2 separate regions of the Mus musculus genome follow, and region 1 is linked to region 2. The links are chromatin contacts, called in public HiChIP or PLAC-seq maps. All regions are on one chromosome and are shown on one strand. The core of a region is the stretch at or near the end of the contact, and the rest is flanking DNA. Distances in the headings are between cores, read along the strand shown.

Evidence for each region. HiChIP or PLAC-seq counts read pairs in DNA pulled down with a chosen protein or histone mark.
Region 1: an HNF4G HiChIP or PLAC-seq map of pancreatic cancer cells shows a contact between it and region 2. The contact joins the enhancer-like site here to the promoter of Bcar3 in region 2. A contact is called at or near these places in 3 of 484 Hi-C or Micro-C datasets (all in liver), 2 of 115 datasets of contacts at active chromatin or transcription factors (microglia and pancreatic cancer cells) and 3 of 9 other capture datasets (adipose tissue, liver and pancreatic islet).

Annotation. Positions count from the first base shown.
Region 1 is chr3:122,525,485-122,529,151 of GRCm38.p6, forward strand. Bcar3 (breast cancer anti-estrogen resistance 3) reads left to right here. Exons shown (of 12, transcript NM_013867.3): 11 at 1-15. Among named protein-coding and RNA genes, the nearest start is that of Mir7657, 14 kb to the right of the region's middle. Within about 2 kb of position 1,492, at least 11 of the 459 cell types and tissues checked have an H3K27ac peak or open chromatin away from gene starts, as enhancers often do. A contact at or near this core is called in pancreatic cancer cells, where this site is marked.
Region 2 is chr3:122,418,190-122,421,472 of GRCm38.p6, forward strand. It overlaps Bcar3 (breast cancer anti-estrogen resistance 3), which reads left to right and starts at 1,568. Exons shown (of 12, transcript NM_013867.3): 1 at 1,568-1,994.

The DNA of each region.
Region 1 (3,667 bases), core at 242-2,741, 110 kb after region 2:
AGAGGATCCTGGCAGGTAGGGACTTGTTCCTGCAATCTTCTCTGCACAGGGATTAGGAAGAAGAAAAGAAAGGGGATGGATGCCCTCGGTCAGAAAAATGACCACCAGAAAGGATTAAGATGTAGACACTACATTTCCTACGCCATTGCTCATTTGATAATGTGTAAGAGCATACAAAGAAATGGGTTTCACTGTGGCGTGCGTGCACGAGTGTGTGCAGCTAGAGGTCAACTTCAGATCTCTTTCTTCAGGCACCATACATCCCTTTGAGTCAGCATCTCTCACTGGAACTTACCTTGGAGGCTAGGCTGGCTGGCCAACAAGTCCCAGGGACCCTTCTACCTGTCTGTCCATCCAGTGTGGGGATTAGAGGTACAACCATCTATGCCTCGCTTTAAAAATACTGTATTTTTCAAGCTGAGCAGTGATGGCACACACCTTTAATCTCAGTACTTGGGAGGCAGAAGCAGTTGGATCTCTGTGAGTTTGAGGACAGCCTAGTCTACAGAGTGAATTTCAAGGCAGCCAAGAAAAACTCTTGTCTTGAGAAATAGAAAATTTAAATATATACATAACATACATACATATATGTGTGTGTGTGTGTATGTTTTTATGTAGGCGTGTATACAACATGAGCGAAAGGGAGGCCAGAGGGATCACACTGTTGAGCTAGCTGTAGGCAGCTGTAGCCACCTGACATAGGTCCTAGCAGCCAAACTCAGGTCCCACAACTGCGAGCCACCTCTCAGGCAACCAAGACCAGCTTAAAAAAATCAGTTATTGAGAATGTCGTACATGAGTACTGTATTTATGTAATTTCTACCATACACACTTACTTTCACCTCCTGTGTCTCCCTATGTAGATCACTTTAATTATTGTTACATATATATACACATAAACATGTATCTGCAAATATGACCTACTGAGTCAATTTAGTGTTGTTCATATGTGTGTATGTCAAGGGATGACCAACCAGGATTGGGTCTCTAGAGGAGACGGACTCTTCTCTTAGCAGCCATTAATTTCTATAGCACTTCATCTAGGGGTGGGGCCTTATAAGACTTGCTCCGTCCTCTCTGGAATGTCAGCCGGTGTTGCCACTGTACGGGTCTTGTTTAGGTGACCATATTTCTGAGATTTCATGGGTTCAACTTTCTATCATACGCAGTACCTCAGAGCATGTATCTTGGTCCTCTGGCTCTCGTCTCTCCACACCCACTTTCTTCCTTGATGTACCCTGAGCCTTAGGTGTAGAGATTGGATTGTAGATGTACCAGCTGGTGGGAGACAGGAGCCCACAATAAACTGTTCTCTGCATTCTGACCATCGGGGACTTTCGTTGATGGTCATTATCTGCCGCAAAAAGCGGCTGCTTTGGTAAGTGGCAAGAGCTGCAGCTATCTGTGGGTGTAAGGGTAGATCCTTAGAGTGCAGTCAGGAGTTACAGCTGTAGAAGAGTGGTGGTAGAAGGCTCTCCCGTGACCTCATCAACCACAGGTATTTGACTAGGTTTACAGTACTAGGCACAAATTCCCTCCTATGAGTGTGCCTTTGATCCAAGTAGATGGCTGTTGGTTACCCCCAAGATAGAAGTGCCACTCCGGCACCATGAGAAATACCTTGCTATGATAGTCATAGTTGTGGCTCACAGGCTTTAAAGCTGAGCAGGACTTGCTACCCTGTAGAGCATCTACCGATGCTAGGAGAGCAAGTCCTCATAGAGGAGGCTTCTAGGTCAATTCCAGCTCCATTCATCCAGCAACGGGGTCTTACCTTCAAGATCTGGGAGTCTCTTGAACCCCTTTGACCAAGATTGCAAGAGAGGGTTCCTCTGCCTGGCATTGACGTTTCTCTTAGATTGATTATGACTATGGCTCTTGGGAGGGGAATATTATCACCCCAAGTGGCACAACTTGATTTAAATTAAATATGTGTGTGTGTGTGTATACACATATACATACACACACACTCTAATATAAGTAAATACAAATATGTTTATAGTTTTTTCAGTCATCCTTGGTGTGTGTGTGTGGGGGGGTTGGTTTTGGTTTTTTTTTTGTTTGTTTGTTTGTTTTAAAGCTGGTAGCAGTGGAGGGAGAGGGGGCAAAGCATCCCCCTTCATAGCCCCTGTGTCCTTTTGTTCCTCTCTAGAGCTCCCCACATGACCCACCATGGTCCCTTGTCAGGAGGCATTCTTTCTGGATCTGGTTTACCCTCCTCAGAAAAGTATCTTCTAGTTCTATCCAGCTTCCTACAAAATTCATTTTCTCACTTTCTTCACAGCTGAATAGTATTCCATGGTGTAGATGTACCACATTTTCCTTATGCATCCATCAGCCCAAGGACACTTAGGTCTATTCCCACTTCCTAGCTACTGTGCAGAGCACACTGAACATGACGGCACATGTATCTGTGTAGTACCATGTCAAGTCCTTGGGGCGTATGCCAAGGAGTGGCATAGGTGGGTCATATGCTGTGTGAGCATTAATCACACTAATCTTAAAGTGGCTGCTCCAGTTTACAGTTCCACCAACAGTGAAGGTGGTTCCCCTTTCCCACATCCTTGCCAGCATCTGTTTTCTTGATCTTAGCCACTCTGACTAGGGTAATGGGGTAAGATGAAATCTTAAAGTAGTTTTAATTTGCATTTTCCTAACTGCTAAGGATGGTGAATACCTTTAAAGGTGTTTCTTAGCTATTTTTGTCTCTTTTGAGAACTCAATAGCACATTTTTAAAGTTGGGCCATTTGTCTTGGCTGTTTTTTGAGTTCTTCTAGGTATTAATCCTCTGTCAGCAGCTTTTTTGTTTTGATGTCCCAGTTGTCAACTGTGTACGTGCAGCCCTTTAATGTGTATTCTGGAGATTGAAGTCAGGCCTCTGTGCTCACAAAGCAAACACTGACTGAGCTGTCTTCTCCAACCTGGAATTCTCCTATGTCTAGGACATTCTCACTATTCCAATTCATCCCCAGACTATGTCCTGAAATTCCAGATGATCTCAGGGTCCTGTATCTCCTGTTTTCTACTCTGGGACAGAATAAATAAAAGGCAGGATCAAGAAGAATGTCCACCATTAGTACCTGGGAAGGCGTTTTTATCTAGAGTTCATTGTGTTCTTGCTCCAAGTGTCCACACGTACTAGAAAGTGCTGTGTAAACTGAACTTTAAGCTTTGTAGTAAAAGCAAGCAGCTTCTTCAGAGTGATACATTCATCCCAGTGTGTGGTGTGGTGTGGTGTGGTGTGTGCTGCATTAAGTAAGTGGTGATTCCCACGGTGCTTAGAGAGAGGCATCTCAGCACACAGTGGGTAAGTGTAGTGTGTGATGGACCACTTAGGAAAAGTAACTGATTTGCTCAGAGAGGCAGCCTGTAAGGATGACTTCCAAACAAAACTCCACTGTTTTTAGTAACTGTGATACTGATTATGAGGCAGGGTCTCATAGATTAAAAGCTGATCTTCAATTTGATGTATAGCCGAGGGAGACCTTGAACTTCTTGATCCTCCTGCTCCACCTCCCAAGTGCCAGGATCACAGGTATGTCACCAGCCTGATTTATGCTGGAGAGTGAACCCAGCGCTTCATGCGTGCTAGGCAGACATTCTACTACGTGAGTTATGTCCATAGTCCCCTTCGTTGATTCTTAAAAAGTCATTTGGCAGAAAGCA
Region 2 (3,283 bases), core at 318-2,817:
AAAGCTGTCTGTGGATGTTTTTACTTTGGCCATTCTGTAGCTGCAGAGTCTTTTGATTCGTTTAAAGACATATCCTGTTTGCTTTCCTTGGCCCATCCAGTTGCCTGTCTGTGGTGGTTAATTTTGTCAGTCTGAACACTCTAGAACAGTGGCTGGTTCTCCCGCTTTAACACAGTGGCTGTGGTGACCCCCTCCCCCCAGCCATAAAATTGTTTTTGTTGCTACTTCATAACTGTAATGTTGCTGCTGTTATGAATCATGATGCAAATACCTGGTATTTACATCATATCTGTATATATAGGATATCTGATATGTGACCTCTGTGAAAGAGTCTTTAGGCCCCCTCACCCCCACCCCCCAAGGGGGTTGTAACCCACTTACCTGCCGGGGGCATGGTGGCACATGCCTTTAATCCCAGCACTCGGGAGGCAGAGGCAGGAGGATTTCTGAGTTCAAGAACAGCCTGGTCTACAAAGTGAGCTCCAGGACAGCCAGGGCTACAAGAGAAACCCTGTCTTGAAAAACCAAAAAAAAAAAAAAAAAAAAAAGCCACTGACCTAGAGTCCCCTGGGAAGAGGGAACCTATCACCTCCATCGGATTGGCCTGTGGGCATGTGGGCATGTGGGAGAGGTATTTTCTTGATTAACGTTTGATGTGGGAAGGCTCGACCCACTGTGGGTGGTGCCAGCCCTGGGCAGGTGGGCCCGGATTGCATAAAGAAGCTGAGGAAACCTTGGAGAGCAAGCCAGTGAGCTCTGTCCCTTCACTGCCTCTGCTTGAGTTCCTGCCTTGGCTTCGCCCAATGATGCCTTGTAACAAACAAACACTTCTGAAGCTGCTCTCGATCATAGCGTTCATCTCAGCAACAGAGAAGCAAAGCAGGACACTGTGTAAATAAAAATACCTGGGCTGTTCCCTGTGGAGCCTTCTGTCTTATCCATCTGATCCGAAGGTGTTCCTTACATAGTTTCTATACATTTCCTTTATCGGCTGCATGAATTGCGTAGAGGAGCTCTTAATGACAATTACGTTAACAAGCGGGTTTCCTTTGGCGTTAGTGCTTCGTGTATTTAATTAAGGAATCTTTACAGCCCTTTTTTTTTATTGTTTGTTGTTTGGTTTTGCTTTTGGTTTCTGTTTGATAATTTCTTTAGTGTTACCGTTTTACCTTTTATATGTAGATCTGAAGTCCTCAGGATTTGATTTGGGGTGTGGGGTGGGGTGGGCATCATGATTCTATGACCTGGTATCATATATTGAACTGTGTGCTGTACTCCCACCGTTACCACAGCAATCTTTGGCATAAACCAAGCCACCAGATAGTGCAGAGATGACTTTATAACTAGGTTTTGATAAACAGCATATGTAGGTTCACGAAGCCATCTAGTTCTGCGTGCACGTGTGAGAGTGATTGATTTGCCTGTTCCCGGCTCGCTCGCTGTGGTTACCTTGGTCTTTGTCCCATGAAAGCCTTTTAAATTGAAAGCCAGCCAGGTGTCTGCAGAGCGGGCGGATCTGCTGCGTAATTAAATAACGCCGGGAAGGGGGAGGAGTGGATTAGGCGAGGCTGTCCGGTTGAGTGAGGTTCAGTAAGGAAGAGGTTGAGCTACACTTGAAGTCTAGCTTCTCGGGGGAAGATAAGGGGGAGTCAAAACTCTCAAATCCGGGCGGAGGAGAGCCAGACGAGGTCACCGAATGTAAAAGTCGCCGGGGTTCGGCTCAGCCCGGCGAATCGGCTGGGCGGGGTGGGGCCGCGAAGCCGCAAATCACCAGTTGAGGGCCAGAGAGCGCGCTGCCGGCTCAGAGCTGAGCCTGCAGCCGCCCGGCCAGGCAGCAGCCGGAGCGGGACAGCCGTGCACACCCGCCAGCCGCACCAGCCTCTTGGCGGACGCCCGCGGACCATGAGCCGCCCGAGCTCCGAGAGCAGCTGCGGTGAGGTGAGAGCAGCCCGGCGCTGAACCGCAATCCCGGACTCCGAACGCGGCGCGGGGAGGTGAGTGTGTCCCGTGCGTTCCTGTTCAGCCTCCTGAGCTCCCTCGGTCGGACTGAAACAGGACTGAGAAGTTCTTTAGAGTAAAGTTAGGCATGGGGAAGAGCGCAACCCCCGTCTGTTTGTACCCCCGAGCCCCCGCAAACTAGACATGGGAGTGGGAGTGGGGGTGACCAAAGTGTGTGTGGCGGGGGAGGGAGGGTGAGACTTGTGCCCTCGGGGGTCCTCGGATCCCGGGACTCTCGGGAGTGGAGCGTGGTGATGTGCCTCGAGCATCCCCATCTACTCTTGGGCTCCGGGGCGGAATCTTCCCGGGTGCTGGTTTCTGGACCCCTCCGAACCCTCCTGCTAGTCCAGTTCGGTTTTGCCCAAGGCCGCTCTAAGCTGGGTAGACGAGCTGGCCCAGACGCCTCTGCTGGAAGCCCGAGGCTTTCCTCCACTAATCTCTTGGGAAGTTTGCAAAGAAAGTGAAGGAGCCTGCCCAGTAACTGTTGACAACATCTCCCTCCCCTCGCCTTCCCTTTGTTGAGAAAGAATGAATAGTTGGTTGTGTGCTTCCCCCTGAGTCGGAGAGGGGAAAGCAAAAGGAGGGAGGGACGGGTCGCAGCCCATCTTCCTTTACTCGCTTAGCCTGTGGCCACTTAAAAACTTTAATCAGGTGTAGACTCTTTTTGAAGGGCAGGTGGCAAAGGCAGCGAGCCGGTGATGTGGGGCAGCGCGTCACAGGACTAAGGTTTAACGGTTGTTTGAGGCAAGGTGAAAGGGGGAGTAGCCCGAGTCTAGTTTTTTTTTTTTTTTTCAGTTTTTGTTTTTGTGTTTTGTTTTTCCCTACAGCAGTTAGGGATGGAAAGTAGAGCCCGGAGTTCAGAGAGTCTTTTAAACCTTGACTCTTATCTCCCAAGGTTCCACAGACCTCTCTATGGCAAGTACGTTGGCCCAGGGAAGGTCAGTTTGGAAGCTGATTATCTAATTCTGTGTGGTCCCCCCGCTTCCCCGGGGGGAGGCGAGATCCTGAAGGGGGCTTCGTCACTCTTCGGGAGGCCCACTGGCTAAGCCGTTTGCCCACCCGCGAGTGTGCCAGGAAGCCTCCCCAGTATAAAGAAAACAGTTTACCACGCCAAACACCAACTCACTCACAAGTGCTGTTCAAAAGATCTCAGTTCCTATTGATAAAGGACTGCTTTGTCAGATGGGTACTACTCTTAAGAACCTTACCCGGGCAATCCTTCACTTTATTGCTTGAAATACAATCCGTGGAAGAATTATTCATACTTCAATCGGTTGGCTAGACT